Linked DNA regions of Drosophila melanogaster: all the other regions are linked to region 3. The links are chromatin contacts, called in public Hi-C and targeted proximity ligation maps. All regions are on one chromosome and are shown on one strand. The core of a region is the stretch at or near the end of the contact, and the rest is flanking DNA. Distances in the headings are between cores, read along the strand shown. Region 1 holds the start of zormin (zormin,). Region 2 overlaps zormin (zormin,). Region 3 holds the start of ACXD (Adenylyl cyclase X D).

Region 1 (2,700 bases), core at 65-2,564, 86 kb after region 3:
CTTTTCCACCCTAAATAATTTTTTTCAATTTCCCTCTGTGGGTGGCCCTTTCCCCCAAACATTTAACAAGTGGTCCTCAAGTGATTTCAATTATCTGAAATGTGAACTGGCAGTGGGTGCAGCGGGGAAATGGGGTTAAGAGGGGTTGGCTGCTTTTGTGAGCTTCGTCAAGTGGCTCATTAATCTCAATTAAAAAACATATAAATAAATCGCTCTGAGTGTGGTGAGTGAGTGAAAAGAGTTTATACTTAACGAGCTGATCATCCAGAAAGGCGAACCAAATATCTATGAGATTCTTTTCATGCCATTCGACCAGATTTTCTGACGTGCCGGCGCTGAAAGCATAATTCGATAAGTTCGAATCGTTGATAGCGAAAAATAATAACACACATCTGCAGCGCATTGATTGCCGCAACTGCTGTTGCACGCAAGAAGCGTCGGATGTTGCACGTTGAATATTGCACGAAATCCGGAGCCAAAGCCAAAGCTGCAAGACACGCATTTTGGGTGAAAAATACTTCATAAATTGGGGTATAGAGCATCATGGGTGGTGAGGGGATTTAAATGCGGGCGGTCAGTCAGTTTGCCTTGCATTAAGACACGATATCGTCTGGTTTCCTCCGCTGCTCTGGTGTTGTTATTTTGATCTTCCACTCTTCACCATGTTATTAAAGTACAAAAGCTGCACTTGAATATGTTGTGGTTTAAGGTACCTCGTCTTATATGGGGTGTATAAGACCAACGAGGAAAAGGTCTAGCCAAGGGGAAAAATCATCCACACATAAGATGTTAAGTTAGATGAATATTCAAAAGTAAATGCGAATAAATAAAGTGAGGGCATAAGAGGGTAGCAACAGTTCGCTTAAAGTTACCCTTTATCATCAGAATTACAGGGTACAAGCTCGCTTCATATCGCTTTACCTTCTCTTCGTATTGTAATTGCTGAAAAGCCGGGCGCAGGGCATTAAAAATTGAAATCATGAATTAACGACGCCGCGAATGCCAAGAGCACTTGTTTATTTATGTCGTCTCCCCTGAAGCCCCGCATCTTGCCTCTTTCTCTAGCGTCTAGCGTCTCCAGCCCTCTCTTTCACACTCTCTCATTTTCAAAATACAAGCCGGCTTTTCAAAACTGAGCTTAGCCAGTGTCAAGAGATCAAAACAAGAGAACCGCTACCTGCATGAATGAATTGAGCGAATCGGTTAAGTTTCATGGGCTGCACGCTCTTTATCTCTTTCTGATCGGCTGTCTCCCGTAGAATCTGCTCAGTCTTCGGTCTCCGGTCTTCAGTCTTCCGATCATTTAGTCAGTCTTGTTCGAAGTTCGCGGCGTTCGGTTGTTCGGCTGTTGGGAAAGCGGCGCGCGCGTTTTGATTTTCCACATCTCCACCGCTCGAATATAATGTGCGAATAAAAACATATCTATGTAAATTAAGTTAGGCAGAAAACGAGGAAGAAAACAATAAATTTGGCACTTCAAAAAAAAAGCGAAATGAAACGTAAATTAATCAGCCATAATTTACCTAGAACATTTTTGACATTCAAAAATGCTTGGCGCTAGTTTTTTTTGCGTTCACTCGTCTAAAGATGAAATCAACAATCTGTGCTAAATTTATTGTTGTTGTCGAATATTCAGTTTTGTGACGACCCTCAGAAAGCACAAACAAAATGTTTAACAAATAGAAAACGACACAGAATGCGCGAAAAAAATATTTTTCAAAAATATTCGGTGACCTGATGCATTGAAAGCTTATTTGTTTGAGTCATGTGCATATTTCAATATACTACAACAGTCCACGCCCCAGAAAATTTCAATCAACAATTTTCCATTTTTTTTTCTTTTAAATTTTTTGGACAACAACATATGGAGGCAAAGCATTTCCTCGATTGCGCTACTGTAAACTTTTATAAAGGGAACTTGTTCTTCCCAATTTTTGGTTTGCTGCTTATTTTTAGACAGCGCAAAGTACAATTAAAATAGTTTACATTACGCCAGCAACGGCGGCGACTATTAAAAATTGAGAGAAACACCAAAAATTACCTAATGGAGGCAGCTGGCTGCACACGAGCATACGCGGCGTATGCGTAATGTATTCAAAAATATCGAAAAATCCATGAAAAATGACTGACTGGCGACGACTTCTGCCAATGCAATTGGCACATGTTACAGATTTGACGAACATCCGCGCGCTTTATCTATTAGCTATAGTAGCCTGTATCTGTAGCATCGCAGTATCTGAGTATCTGGGCTAGAACAACAGTTTAGCTTCGTGGCAGAAATCGCCGCAAAAAATTACTCAATAGTTTGTTGTTTTAAAAATAAACGCGAATCGAGCATTGTCTTTGAGTTTTGGCGGGGCGGGGGGCTACCGAGGTTCTACAACGAGACTAGCACACGCATCAAAGGCAATTTTCTCAGGCTCAATATGCAAAAAGTACACACGATTCTCTCGGCTATATAGCCGTATATATAGACACTACGGAATAATAAACAGACACTAGAGCGACAGGGAGAGCGCGAGTATGAAGTCATAGTCATCGCGGCGGGCAAAAAGAATTCTCCGTTTCGAAAATCTACCGATTCGCGGAGGTTCTCAGACGATCGCCGGCGTTGATAGCGCTCGCAACGAAACGAAGGAACCGCCGAATCGAATCCCCTGGCTATAACTAATCCCAATAAATTAAATCCGAACGCGAGTG
Region 2 (2,700 bases), core at 77-2,576, 120 kb after region 3:
TTTGCATGAAATTTGCGTTTGTTTGCGTTTTATGTGTTTAAACTTTAAAGTGAATCGTACGTCGGAGTGTTTGTGTTTCGTGCTTGCCGCGTGCTAATCCCACTAATGGATGCGCTTTGAAAACGCTGAGCCAGAGATTCTAATGGTTTTCCCACACTTCAGTGCCGGAGCTGCCCAATACGGAACCCGTCAATGCGCATCTGAGTCGCGATGAGCTGGCACAAAGGCAGCCATTATTCATAACGGTAAGCCAGAGTCATTAACCCACCACGACCCACGACGTGTCCAACCGGGAATACTGAAACCCCACAATTTCTCTCCCAATTCCTCGCACTTCGCTCCGCCGCGGATAAATGGACAGCCGCTGAAAGACATCGCGGTCGGAGTTGGAGGCACGGCGCGCTTCGAGTGCATTGTGCAGGCTCATCCGCAGCCGCAGGTCAACTGGACGCACAACGGCGGTCTTTTGGAGTCGGGTAGCAGGCACTGCATCGAGTACCGGAACGGCGTGTGCCGGCTAACCCTGCCGCAGGCCTATCCGGGTGAGTACGGCGGACAAGCTGGTCAGCCAAAGGTGCACAGAACCAAATTGTGGGCACTATTTACATGGAGTATCTAAGACCTGCAGCTAACTGTGAACCAGCTGTGCTTTTGTTATATGAAGCTACTATCATTATAAAGTTAGCTGAAAGTGCAATCCTTGAGATACTGATAGATTGAGATACATTTCATGTGCAATTTCCCCAACGCTAGAGTTCTACACAATTTCGTTCTGTGTACAATCAAATCGGGCCAGCTCATTAATCGTTCTACCTTCTCTATTCCTCGCTTCCTCCTGAATGAATGGTTGGCATCCTCTGGAATGGCTCGGAATCCGGCAGATGACAACGGCAGCTACGCCTGCACCGCCATCAATCCTCTGGGAGCGGCCACCACCAGCGGAAATTTGACCGTTTCGAGCACAAACCGCGGCTTTAGATACTAAACTTGTTTAAATGCAACTATTATTATTATTATTATTTGCTTTATGATTTGTTCAATGCCAAAGTTTCGCCTTATTGTGTGTATGTATTTATTGCGCCCCCGCGTCACTTATTCGTCTTGTGGGCTGATGATGGACTTACAAAATGTCGCCCAAAACAACCCATTATACATGCATACAACAAAGGAATATAGTATTACTTGTGTTTTTGTCGAAAATGAAATAAACAAATATTTAAACGAAAAGGAACGTTTTTCATGGGATTTTTCCTGCTTTTCCTTACTCAGCTGATCGTGAAAAGCTCAATGGTGGCGCTCTCTACATTTGGGATCGAACCATAATTTTCGAAAAAGCTGGGTACGCATATTCGAAAAAGCTTTCGAAATCTTAAGACGTTAGATGGCGCCAATATCGTGGATATTAGAATATTAAAAAAGTAGGATACAATTTTAAAAAATATAGCACATTAGCCACCATTTCGAAAATTAAAACTTAAAGCCAAATAAGATTAATTACACTATATAGTGTATTTTTATTTTAATCGATCCCTTAGATCTTTTAATTCACCAGATTGATTTTGACATTAATTTTGTTTTGCTTTGATCTCTTTTCAAGATTAATTTTCACTTTATATAGCAAAGAACTTTTCAAATTAGATTTCTAAATGAATTACAGAATTTTAAAGTCCCATTTATCATGTTAAGCTCTTAGTCCATCAATTAATTTCAGTCATTTGCTTTTCATTACTCATTGCCATATAAATGTTTTAACTAGGCCAAAAAACTACATTTAAAATCGGGTCAGAAAGTGATTAAAAAAAAATTTGAAAGGCATCATCTGAACAAATGTTTGGATATGTGTGGAATAAAATATTTTGAGTGGGCGGCTGACAGTCCGAACGTTTCGCTTTTGCTGCTCGCAGATGATTTATTTGCCTTTCGGCAAATGTTTATTTATCTAATTTTCTCGGCATTTTCTTTTTTGTCGCGATCGCTTGCCAAGAAAATCACTGGCGAGTAAAACGCGCGAAATGCGAAATATTCAACGAAACAAAAGGGGCATCGCTGAAACTCGGACAGGCCAGACATAAACACTCTCGGCTGTCAAGGTAATTGAGTACACATGGGCCCAGTATATGTAGGCCTTTGCGAGTCCTTGACACTGACACCAAACACAAATCACCGGCAGTGTTGCCAACTAGTGCAACATGGCAGAAAGTAGCCAGGGCAAATAGGATTTAATGCTTTTTTGTTAATTATGCAAATAATATTGAAACTATGTCCTTGGGTTCAATGATCCTTGGGTTCAATGAAACATAATTCTTAAATTAATTTTCTTGGGAAAACCAACTATCTTATCATATCATAGCCAAAACTAGATGGACACCAACACAGAGCCTGACTTTGCCACTCACTTTGGGGCATATGACACACTTCTGCCGTTTCTGCCGTTGATTAGTCGCCAGTGGCTGGTGGGTGGGTGGTCTCTGGCTGACTGGGTGTTTTGGGGGGTTCAAGGTCCTCCTCCTCCTCCTCCTCCTCCTCGCCTGCCAATCTGCCAATTCTAATTGTGTGCTTAGTGCCTGGCCAGAGTGTTCGAGTCATTAGGCAGCGGTCCAAGAAACAAATTAGATCCTACTCAGAGGCCAAATGCAGGCACTCATTGAGTCATTTGCAGCATCATCATGGCCAGTTCTTAGTGCATCTTTTACGAAAATA
Region 3 (2,700 bases), core at 106-2,605:
TTATATATTTTACTTTTGCCCTTCGTACAGACTAAGATTAAGTTCGTTGCTAACGTTGCTCTAACAAGTGCCATTCATACTTGTCTAAAATGGCTGTCATCATTAACCTTAATTGAGACTTTTCAAACTGGACGCTCGAGAAAATACTATAATTCAAGTTGAAATAATTTGCATAAGTTTTCAGTTCAGTAAAATAGATTTTTACTACATATGCAACGGTGAATCACTACCTATTCAGCTGTTCTATAAAGCGCAGGAACTTTGCATTCGGTTGCAATTGGGTAAACTCAGATTTTAGTGATGGCTTATAAAGATTGGCGGACCCATATAAAGATAAAGCTACGCGGGAATAAAACTTTCCACCACTGCAGTGCTGAATGTTTTCGACGCATCCTTCAGACGAGGCACTCACCACAAGGTACGACCACTCCCAGTTCTTCTCGTTCTGCACGGTTTGGGCCTGGCTGCTGGTCCTGGCCAGGCTGATGGGGTTGGATCGATTGTACTCGATGGCCGAGTCGAAGTAGGAGTCCATGATGGCGCCAGTTCAGTTCAGTTCAGATTGGATTGGGTGGATGGGAGATCAGATGATCAATGTGGCGGGCTCATTTTCGGTGGCAGCTACTCAGAATCAGAGGCTGGCTGCCTATTTCGCCTATTATCGGATCAAACAATTAGCTAGCGGCTATCAGAGTTTCAGCCGCAAAGTCCCCCAATAGGCATTGAATCAGTCAATTGAGGGGCTTCGCTTATCGGAGCCAACAGAAAGAGGGAGGTGTGCGGAGAAGCTCTCCGGATTTTGGATTTCGGGCTGCGAGCTGTGCGATTCGTATGTTCGTATGCATGTATGTATGTGCGTATATGGTGGCGAAAACAGCAGCTAATTTAGCAATTTGTCTAATGTGCCGTTGATAGTGGTAATAGCTAATGGTCTGTAAATCAAACTCACCCGCACTCGCACTCCAAATCGCAATCGAAATGGGAATGGGAATCGATCAGGCGGAATTCGTCTGCATTATCAGCTGCGGTGGGCGAGAGCGAGTGTAGAGGTAAGGATCAGGGCTATATGGCTGTGTAATTTATTTACGGGCTTTGCACGTACGGCCGGGCACTTGAGGCGACCGATTTCGCACTTCACTTTCGTTGGGTAATAAATACGATAATAATTAATAAAAAATTAACACCACTTAAGCGCGTTGCGCTCCAACAAGCCAATACACGGCGGACAGGTATCACAAATTACTCTTTTGCCGCGATAAGCGCTCGCCCCGATTCGATTCCGTCCGACTTAATTGCCCGCCGGAGCTGCTATCAACACACGCGACCGACTCCAACCAACTGCTGCGACCAACTGAGGGCTCCAACGAGCCCACCACACCTGTCCAATCGTTCGCACTTGGATTCTCGATGGTTGAGTGCTGAAAGTGGAGTGCTTATCAGTGTGAAAAGTGTTTGGCGGCGCTGGCACTTGATTGATGACACAGCCGTAGGGTGCTTGCTTGTCAAGTGAAATTATTAAAAGTCTGCTCTGGATTATTGTAATTTATCAAAACTAGTTAAATAAACCATAATTCTGCTTGCTCTAAGGTTCAAATTCAAATTTAAATTTTTCTGGCGCCTCGTACTGGCTCCCTCTAGCGGTTTACGTTGGAAGCTGGTATATTCAGCCCTATTTGTACGGCAACTCTGCTTTGAGGTAAAATCAATTACTTTAAAATGTATTTCTTGCAAAGTGTATTCAACAACCAACTTTGCAACTTTCGAGAACAAGACAGCAAAAAATCGAACAGGAGAATTTCGGTTGAAATTCGAAGAAAACTGATTTCCCGCCACAGCGAGTGTGACCAGTTGCCGTAATTTGAAGCGGCTTGCGATCTAGCCGTATTTGGTATTTTGGTCAAAAATAGATACGCATTCCAAGCTGTTTATTTTTCAGAAACTTGCAAATATTGCAATCGTTCGACTGATTTGATAATAAGTACGGAAAAGCGGCGGAAAAGCAGCAGCAGCCATGTCGGCCTTCACGGATTCGGCGCTACTCAAGAAGCTGGCCGAGCTAAACAGCAGCCAGCAGAGCATCCAGACGCTCTCCCTGTGGCTAATTCACCACCGAAAACACAGTGCAGCGATTGTAAGGACCTGGCAGCGGGAGCTGGAGAACGGTGGGTATCCCCTGGCAGTTACTGGCCATTCAGTGCAGCACACCTACTAATACACATGCATCCCCAAACAGTGCCGGAGCCTAAGAAGCTGACCTTCATGTACCTGGCCAACGACGTGATCCAGAACAGCAAGAAGAAGGGCCCGGAGTACGGCAAGGAGTACAGCCTTGTGCTGGGCAAGGTGTTCGCCCACATTGGCGAGAAGTGCAACTCGGACAAGTTGCTGGGCAGCCTGGGAAGGATCCTAAACATCTGGCTGGAGCGGGGCGTCTACGATCCCAAGACCATTGCCGACTGGAGGTCGCGATTACACAAGGAGGCTCCTGGCAGCAGCTCCAGCAGCAATGGCAAGACCAATGGCGATAGTGAGAAGCCCGAGAAGGAGAAGGATCACGGCGGCAGCGGCAAGCCCGAGAAATCCGAGCGCCGCGAGAAGCGCAAGCACGAGGATCGCCACTCTAAGTCCAAGCGCTCGCGCCATCACGTCCAAGGCAGCAGCGCGAACTCAGCTCCTCCGACGGAGGAAGTAGTTTCTGTG

What was found. Hi-C and Micro-C count contacts between places; a contact is called where the count stands out from the background.
Region 1: a Hi-C map of the Kc167 cell line shows a contact between it and region 3, with 2.2 times the contacts expected there. A contact is called at or near these places in 12 of 107 Hi-C or Micro-C datasets (the Clone 8 cell line, the D17-c3 cell line, the Kc167 cell line and 6 more) and 1 of 7 datasets of targeted methods (the Kc167 cell line).
Region 2: a targeted proximity ligation map of the Kc167 cell line shows a contact between it and region 3, with 2.9 times the contacts expected there. A contact is called at or near these places in 4 of 107 Hi-C or Micro-C datasets (the OSC cell line, the S2 cell line, embryo and 1 more) and 1 of 7 datasets of targeted methods (the Kc167 cell line).

Annotation. Positions count from the first base shown.
Region 1 is chr3L:2,150,314-2,153,013 of dm6, reverse strand. It overlaps zormin (zormin,), which reads left to right and starts at 1,314. Exons shown (of 17, transcript NM_001043113.2): 1 at 1,314-1,404.
Region 2 is chr3L:2,121,142-2,123,841 of dm6, reverse strand. All of the region lies in intron 15 of zormin (zormin,), which reads left to right. Among named protein-coding and RNA genes, the nearest start is that of sls, 6.9 kb to the right of the region's middle.
Region 3 is chr3L:2,236,263-2,238,962 of dm6, reverse strand. ACXD (Adenylyl cyclase X D) reads right to left here and starts at 1,355. Exons shown (of 12, transcript NM_138984.4): 1 at 950-1,355; 2 at 413-655. The coding sequence starts at 535. It overlaps CG9018, which reads left to right and starts at 1,887. Exons shown (of 4, transcript NM_139444.2): 1 at 1,887-2,162; 2 at 2,234-2,700. The coding sequence starts at 2,012.